3 separate regions of the Sus scrofa genome follow, and regions 1 and 3 are each linked to region 2. Evidence: chromatin contacts called from public Hi-C and targeted proximity ligation data. All regions are on one chromosome and are shown on one strand. The core of a region is the stretch at or near the end of the contact, and the rest is flanking DNA. Distances in the headings are between cores, read along the strand shown. Region 1 has its middle 72 kb from the start of KCNG3. Region 2 has its middle 49 kb from the start of PKDCC. Region 3 holds the start of KCNG3 (potassium voltage-gated channel subfamily G member 3).

What was found. Hi-C and Micro-C count contacts between places; a contact is called where the count stands out from the background.
Region 1: a targeted proximity ligation map of skeletal muscle shows a contact between it and region 2, with 2.6 times the contacts expected there. A contact is called at or near these places in 2 of 47 Hi-C or Micro-C datasets (embryonic fibroblasts and subcutaneous adipose tissue) and 1 of 2 datasets of targeted methods (skeletal muscle).
Region 3: a Hi-C map of embryonic fibroblasts shows a contact between it and region 2, with 4 times the contacts expected there. A contact is called at or near these places in 1 of 5 promoter capture datasets (liver) and 5 of 47 Hi-C or Micro-C datasets (embryonic fibroblasts, fetal skeletal muscle, heart right ventricle and 2 more).

The regions. Positions count from the first base shown.
Region 1 is chr3:97,901,169-97,903,891 of Sscrofa11.1, reverse strand. No RefSeq gene overlaps it. Among named protein-coding and RNA genes, the nearest start is that of KCNG3, 72 kb to the right of the region's middle.
Region 2 is chr3:98,217,697-98,220,420 of Sscrofa11.1, reverse strand. No RefSeq gene overlaps it. Among named protein-coding and RNA genes, the nearest start is that of PKDCC, 49 kb to the left of the region's middle.
Region 3 is chr3:97,828,907-97,832,074 of Sscrofa11.1, reverse strand. It overlaps KCNG3 (potassium voltage-gated channel subfamily G member 3), which reads right to left and starts at 1,280. Exons shown (of 2, transcript XM_003354851.4): 1 at 567-1,280. The coding sequence starts at 1,198.

The DNA of each region.
Region 1 (2,723 bases), core at 187-2,686, 320 kb after region 2:
AACTTCATCCCTTTTTAAGGATCAATAATACACCATCTGTGTGTGTGTATACCCCATATTTTGTTTATCCACTTATCTGTTGATGGATGTTTTTTGTCTTTTTAGGGGTGTACCCACGGCACACAGAGATTCCCAGGCTAGGGGTCGAATTGGAGCTGTGGCTGCTGGCCTATGCCACAGCCACAGCGACCTATACCATGCTCACGACAATGCTGGATCCTTAACCCACTGAGCAAGGCCAGGGATTGAACCTGCATCCTCATGGATGCTAGTCAGATTTGTTTCCACTGAGCCACGACGGGAACCCCATGTTGATGGATATTTGAGTTGCTTCTACCTTTATGGCTATTGTCACTGTGCTTTCTTGATCTAGTGGCAGTCAAAAACATGCTAGAATAGAAAACGGCCTGAAATATTACACAACAAACCAGTATCAGTGGCTGCCTGTTAGCTTCAACACAGAATGGGAAAACATTTTACTCTTCATTTTTTATATTCTAATATTATTTAGCTATAATAATTTTATACAATTTTAAAAACTAAAAGGTTTAAAAATAAATGCTTCCTTATGATAAGAGGGATGAACAAGAGATATAACGAATCATTGCAAATGTGTTTTGAAAAATTATTAGTAAAAGCTCAGGACAGATCCACTAGTCAGCTGCAATCGCCATAAATGAAGAGCATTTATTAAAAATTAAAATCACACTGCAGGGAACTGTTTATGACTCAATGAGACTCTTGCACATAATACTCTTCACTTTTGTCCTCCTATTCTTCTGGATCAGATTTTATGGCTCATAATGATTAATGATTATTAGTAACAACAGTCCCTTTTGAACAAAGCTGAAGGTTATTACAGTACCACATTCCCTGAGTCTAAATGTGATTAAGACTACACTGAGTTTCAGTTATATCATTTGTAGTAAAATGTCACCTTCGGGGAACTGCCCCTGGTTTTTAACTGAAAATGCTCCTGTGATTTCTGCTGTTCAAACTGTGTTAACATTGCTCTAGACAGGCCCACGGGAAGTGCTCATGTGCTGGGATTTCCCAGGTGATTAGAATAAAGTTCAAATGGTGCTTCCTAACCTTGGGAAAGGTCAGACTCAGGGAAATAGAAACTGGATCCAAGATTTGCTAAATCAGAATTGGAAGCCCTGGCCTTGGTGTCCAGCCACTTCCATCTCACTCAATACAACTTGAACTTTCAGCCCTTTGACTAGAAGGGCGATCTCCCATTTAGTTCATGTAGCTTCGAGAGTATAAATTACTACTCACAACTAACCAACAATGGTACTAAGGAAACTAGACAACAATTATGTGCTTCAGGGCTAAATGCGAGAAGTGACTTCAAGGCCAGCTCAATTCACAAGAGCCCAGGCTGCCAATCATTAGTAACCAGAGATGCCCACGCTACCAGGATGCAGTCTATATAAAATGAGGACTCAGAGTGAGAAGACCTAGGATTAAATTTCAGCTGAGTCACTTGGAGCTCCTAGTTGCTGAGCCCAATGACTACTTTTCAGTTTTCCTGCTCACTTTGACTGTCAAGAGTTATTTAACAGCCCAGCCTACCTGCTGGGCACCTCAACCTCCTTTCTTCTTCATGCCCCATTTGGCATTCTCCTGGAGGCAAATCCAGGTTACTTTCTCTGTTCCCACCAAAAGCTACTCACTCTTTCTCCATGTCTCTCCTCTGCTACATGGTCTTCTCTAAACACTTCCTCCTGCCAGGATGATGACCCCAACAGTTTGCTTATTGGTCCTACTGTCCCCAGTCTCTCTCCACTCTGTCTTACCTGAAGAGCAATCCTCCTTAAGGCTATTCCCCTGACCTGCATCCTTCAACGACTATGCCTGCAGACTAAGGCTTCACTCCTTGGCAGGCACATATGGCCTTTTCTAATCTAGCCTCTGCCCACCTAACGGTACTCTTCACACAAGCCTCTGTGCACCTGCCGACCAAGTACAATCCCCAGAATAAGCCATGTGCTCTTGCTCTGGTGCACAGTAAACCCTTTAAGGGTGGCAAATCCACCAGGGCTTGTTTCCCTGAACTGAATTTAAGAATCACTCCTCCAGGAAGCCTTCCTTGACTCCTGAGCTGAATGAAATGTCCATCCTCCAAGATCCACAGCAGCCATTTCATATAACCTTTACTGTACCCCTAGACTGCTTTAATGTTTTTATGACTAGTCACCTTCCCCACTGGGAGCTTCTTAAGGATGGGGCGCATGTCTTCCACACGCGTGTCTAGAGCAGAGCATAGAGAAAATGAGACAAGAGGAAGAAAATAAAGCCAAGTGATGACAGTAACTTATTATACGGATAGGGAACTATGTGCTTATTTCTTCTCTTCCTGTTTCCTGTATTTTCTAGCATGTGGATTTTACTATTTTAATACAGTTTTTAAAAATTAGTTCATTTTTCAAAAACGAACGAAAAGAAAGAAAAAAAGGAGTTCCTGTCGTGGCGCAGTGGTTAACAAATCCGTCTAGGAATCATGAGGTTGCAGGTTCAATCCCTGGCCTTGCTCAGTGGGTCAATGATCCGGCGTTGCCGCGAGCTGTGGTATAGGTTGCAGACACGGCTCAGATCCCCGTGTTGCTGTGGCTGTGGCGTAGGCCAGTGGCTACAGCTCTGATTCGACCCCTAGCCTGGGAACCTCCACATCTGCAGAAGCAGCCCAAGAAAAGGCAAAAAGACAAAAAAAAAAAAAG
Region 2 (2,724 bases), core at 36-2,535:
CCTAGAGAGGGTGGAAGTTTAAGCTGATAACTTGGGACTCAGAGATGTGGATCAGTTTGAGAAACCATGACGCTGCCCTGTTCCAACCTGAAACAGAAGGGAGGGCAGGGTGGGGAGCAGACATAGCCAGCGCCATCCTGGTCCCAGGGCACCACCCTCTGTGACCCAGTCCCATTCGGAATGGGTGGACAGCCGCACTTCTGGAATCAGACCCTCCTGAGCCCTCTGTGGAGAAAGGAGGTGGGCCAGGGTGGGAAGTATGTGGAGGTGGGGGAAGGTAGGAGCGGGAAAAGGGCGTTTATCACTCAAGCAAACTCAGAGCCTAAAACCAGGGAAAGAGCGTGAGAATGGGCCCTGGGATTAAGGTTAGGATCAAGGTGTGACGGTCAAAGCGGTCTCGGGGAAGTAATAGTACAGGGCGCTCTGGCCTGGACTTGCCTTGGGGTGGGAGGCGAGAAAGGCCGGACAGGCGTAGACAAGTGCGTTCTCTGCGTCTGCCGGAAGCAAAGGCTTTCTAGCAGGATCTCCATTTGCTCTGCTTTTCCTTTGGTCTCTGCTTCTGTTTGTACTGTGCTGCCCAATTCTCATTCATTCACTTAACAAACATTTAAATAGCCTAGAACATTTGGAGATATCCGTGGCCAGGGCTTTCCAAAAAGCGTAGGCTGGACCTTGCAGAGGCCTCACTGCCTGGAGCAGCAGGCTCCCGCTCTGCGGCGCCGCTCGCGTGCTGCGTGCTGCGCGTGTAGTGCAGCCCCAGAGCCTGCGGCCTGATGCCAGATCAGCGGGGAGGGGGCAGGACCTCTCCCCCAGATGGGCAGCCCAGATAACCTGAGCCACAGACAGGTTAAGGGGGCAGGAGACTTGGGCAGGACGCGGGAGTCTCTGCCGGGGACGAGCCTACGCCCTTTCACGTGCCCTGGGAGCTCCGATGCTGGCAGTGAGTGGCGGCGGCGCTCCCAAGGGAGGACTCCCTCTCCGTGCCCGAGGCTGGGAGCCCGGGCAGCCCTGGCCAGCGCCCCGCCCGCCCCGAGGCCCGAGCGAGGCGCCGCGGGAGGAATTCCAGCCATTTCCTCTGCGCCGCGCGGTATGTGGCCTGCTCGCTGCCCGACCGCAGCGCGGCCCGGAGGTGGGGGCCGGCGGCGCGGGCCAGTCACCAGCCGTGTCTGGCAGCTGCCTCAGCCTCGCCGTCCTGCTCCGGATCCCCGGCCGGCCACCTCTCGTCCCGGGCCACCAAACCAGCCGTTGGCTTGCAGCGGCCCCGGGCTTGCGCGGTGTCCCTGGGCCCCAGCTCCTCCTCGCTCGGCTGCCGCCACCGCCGGAACTGCTCCGGCCCCGCGCCCGCCCTCTCTTCTCCGTGGTCCCAGCCGCCGCGACCCCCTGCGGGTCCCCAGAATCAGAGTTTGAAACTGACGGTGGCCCTTGCTACGTCACCTTGGGGCACATCCCTTAGCCTTTCTAAGCCTCAGTTTCTCCACCTGTGAAATGGTCACCCTAACAATAATGCCGCCTCATTTGTGCCGCCCTGAGGTTAAAAGAGAAGAGTAATGTCAATGATGTTTTCGATTCTCTGGGTATCTGCGGCTGCCATCGTTAACTTTCCTGGATCTTCGGCCCAGCCTGCCCAGGGCCTCTACACCAGTATAAGTGGCGGTGGAGTCGTCAGGGCAGCTTTAGGGGTAGGCACAGTGGATGGCTGCCTCAAGGACCGGCGTTGGACTCTTCCTCGGGACTCTTTGCCCTCTAGGTCCTTGAAAAGCCCAAAGGACAGTTATTTCATTTTTTTAGATGATGTCATCGCAGTCTGAGAGCAACCAGGCATGTAGTGATTAGGAGAAGTTGAGGGTGCGGACCTAGATGGTGGGGCCGCAGACTTGGACTCTCCGTGCTGGTCTGAACAGAGGATGGGCCACCACGTGCTCTCTGGGCTCCTCTTTCAAAGTGAGATTCCCCAAGGAGAGCGAACATTCTTCCAGCCTTTAACTCTTTGGAGGAACAGCGGGAAAGGGAAAGCCAGAGCCGCCTGGAGACTGGCAGGGTGGGATCCACTTCCCCCGCCGCCCACACCTGCCTCACCCACGCCCACGGCTGCGGTAAATGCAACACTAGGTGGGGCTGGAAAGCCCCGGGTTTCACCGCCGACTGCTTTGCAGACGCAGCACAGCAGCGCCGCTCTGCCTTGGTGTTCCCCCAGATGGCCCCTTGTTTTGATTTTGTAACTTCCCTTCCAGCTAGAGAGTCCCAAGGCCGAGAATTGGCCCTTGCAGCAAAATGTGCCCGCCTCGTTCCCCACACACGCTGCAGCCGCAGACCGTACAAATCCAGGTGGAGACAGGTCTAGAAACACAGGTGCTATAAATATCCCAGGCCAGCAGGGAGACCCCGCTCTCAGGCAGCCCCTCCCCACTCAGCCTCCCCAGAGCCCAGCACTTCCGGCCACCGCTGCGCTGCGGGCTGCTCTCCCCGAAGTGGGAGGGGTAGGCTTCTTCTGTATCAGAGGCCTGGCTTCTCTTTCCTCTCCCAAGACCCCCTGAGTGCCTAGGCTGAGGGTTTTCTCTCTACTAGAGATAAACCTCCCTAGCTCCCAATCGCAGGCCAGGCTGTGCCCTCCCTCCCCTGGTACTTTTAAAAGGCTTTTTCCGGGACCCCACGTTGTGGCTTTTGTCTGACTCTCTCAAGATGGATGATGGATGCTGCCATTGGTTGGAAGGCAACAAACTAAAT
Region 3 (3,168 bases), core at 31-2,530, 390 kb after region 2:
GCCATCCATTATTTAGAGTCTATTGCTAAATTAATCTCCTTTATAACAATTCCATTACAGCACATGTTAGGCAGAGCGTATAGAGTGTGTGGGCTGTGTACAGCAGACCACACTCCACGATAACAAGGCTTCATTTTTTCAAAAACCATCCAAAAATTGGCAAATAATTCTAGTTGCTCTTAGCCCAAGGTCAAACTGTTAAATACCAATAATAAAAGTTTAGAAAAATCTAATTAACTGCTCTTGCTCAAAAGTAAGCTACGAAGGTGGGAGTCTTGTTTATCTCTATCTGCCCCTCCCCACGGCTGGGGATTCGCCCTCAAAAGGGGCCTGTGCTGTGTGGACCGGAGCCGGCTAGAGCCGGTAGTGAGGACCAACCCGCCCCTTGGCTGGCCGCGCCTGGGGCCTCGCTGGACCCAGAACTCGTCCTGGCTTGGCCTCCCGGAGGTAAACAGGACGTAGACTGGACCGACGGACTGGACGGACAGACGCGACAAGACGGACGGGACGGGCAAAGAAGCAGTGCGTCCTACCCGGAGGGCTCCCTCCCAGGGCTGGCGGAGTACCTGCTCCGGTCATCCAGGCTGCGGTTGTCGGCTGCCGCGGCGCGCCAGTCGGGCAGTGTGCTAGCGCACAGCACCACCATGGACACGATCACGAACACCACCGACACGCTGGCCAGTATCTGTGCGGCCAGCGACGACGTGGGCTCCTCGAAGGTCCGCCGCATGCGCTCCAACCAGCGCCGGGAGGTGGGCGCCTCGGCACCGCCGGGTCGCGCGTCGTCGCGGCCCAGCGCGCCCGGCTCCTCGGCGGTGTAGAAGGTGTAGGTGTCGGACATGCGGTCGTCGAGTCGGCGCTGGCAGCAGTACTCGAGGTGCGCGCCCTCCAGGCCCCAGTAGATCATCTCATTGTAGAAGGAGAGTTCGCACATTCGCGGCGCGAAGCGCAGCTTGCCGTGGCCGCGCACGTAGAGCAGGATGAAGCCGAAGGCCTCCGAGTGCCGGTCGAAGAAGTACTCGTTGCGCTCGCGGTCGTAGTCGTCGCACACCTCGAGCACGTCGCGCTCTGAGCGGCAGCCGTGCAGCCGGCTCACGCGGCGCAGCGGGAAGTCCTTCAGTAGCTCCCGGGACAGAGAGTATCGGGCGCCGCCCACGTTCAACACCACCGAGGCCGCCCCGCTGCGCCCGAAGGTCATGGCTGGCCGCCCCGAGGCCCCGAGGCCCGAGGGCGCCGCCCCCCTGGCTACCTTGCGGGGCCTGCCTGCCGTTGGCCGACGGGGGAGCGCGCCGTCGGTGCTCGCGGGCTGTCCAGCGGGCTCTCCCTCCGGGCTCCGCTGCTGCCCTTCGCTGGATCAGAAGCCCCTCCGCTCTAGCCTCCTCGGCAGCCCAGCGTTGGCTGCTAGCGATGCTCCCTCCGCGCGGCGGTACCTGCTGGTGGTCCGGGAGTCCCCCCCGGCTCCAGCGCTGCGCCCCACTGGCCAGGAACGAGGCTACCAGCGCCGCCGCCCCTAGAGCCTCAGGGATGCCCCCTCCAAGGCCGGGGTGCCCTTTGAAGGCGGCGGCGCTGTCCCCCGTAAGGGGTGTGCGCGCCGAGAGGAGGCGCTGGTGCTGGATGGCTGCGGGTCGCCGGCGTTCCCTCCGGCCCTGGCTCCAAAAGCACCGCGCCGCCGTCCAGAGGCAAGAGGCAAAGTGAGCGGCTTCGGAGGCGGCGAAGAGCCGGCTCCGAGAGGCGGGGGCGGGGCCTCCTCGCGGTTCCCCCTCCTCGCCTCCCGGCTCCGCTCGGCTCACCTCCCTCCGCGCGCCGCCCTCCTCTTCCCACCCGCGCCCGCACCTCGCTCGGGCTGGGATTCCCCGGCGCCCCGCCCTGGACCTCGGGCTCCCCGCCTCGTGACGCTGTCCTCCCTCTCTGCTCCCGCCCGCAGTGGCCGGTAGGGGTCCGTGGAGCGGGATGCGCCGAGCACGGAGCCCCGGGGTGGAAGGGGGAGCAAAGCCCCGCGGCCAGGGTCGCTGCTCCCTCGTCCCGCCCCCGAGCCATCGGGATGACTTGGGAAATCCCCAAGGGCCCCTTTAATGGCCCCCAAAGGGAGGATAAGGAGGAATGAGGAGTGGGGTGCCGGATTTGAGGGGCGGGGACAGACGGCATTGGGAGAGCTTTTTCCAGAAACTATACGAAGCCCAGCTCGGTGTCTGAGATGGCCCCAAAGGATTTCTCAGATAAGGCACCCCAGCAATTCTTTTCTTGTCGACTTTGTTCTTCTTTTCCCGGCGCGGAGACCCACGTACCGCGTGCTCCGAAGGCGGCCGCACACCCCAGCACCCAGCCTCGGTGCCGCCTTCCCGCCTGCCCTCTCCCGGAAAAGAGCGGCTCCAGCCCCCGCTTTCTGGGGCGCGGGTCCTGAAAGAGCTCCTACTGGTAGCGCTCCTGGACCCCCTCGTGACACTTCCTGTAGAGTGGGGTGAAAGTCTGGGGAGAATCGCCTTGCCACTGGCAAGAACAGAATTTCGCGTGGCCTTCGTCTGCATCCTCCTTTTCACAATGTCTTGATTTCCCCCGTGCACCTCCAGCTGGCTGCAGCACCGGCCCTCGTAGCTTGAAGAGCCCTTTAAGGGTCTGCAGAGCGAACTGCCCAGGGAGTGGGTTCCACCTGCCAGGGATTTTTTTAAACTGCTCCCAGCAATTCACAGGACACGCGACACAGGCAGCCCTGCCCGCTCAGTACCCGCCAGAGGCGAAACAGGTGAGTCCTTAAGGCAAACTGTGCTAAATGCAAAACAAGTACTGGAAGAAAAAAAAAGAGTGGGGTGGGGTAGGACGCGGTCCTCTGACCTCAGAATACCCCGGCTAGTTACTGGGAAGGATTTTTACTTTGCCCTTCACTTTTCATAATTTTGTAGGATTGTCCCGTGCCCACTAGAGGTCACCATAAAGAGTCATTTTGCTCTGGTTCTAGTGTGGATTCCTAGCGAAAAAACAGACACCTAAAAATTGGAATGCTCTCTCTCACAAAGTAAAATCACTCTAGGTGGCTTTGCATGTATGTATTTATTGAAGTGTAATTGATTTACAATATTTCAAGTGTACAGCAAAGTGATTCATATATGAATTCATATATATATATTCACATATATATTCTTTTCCATTATTGGTTATTACAAGATACTGAAT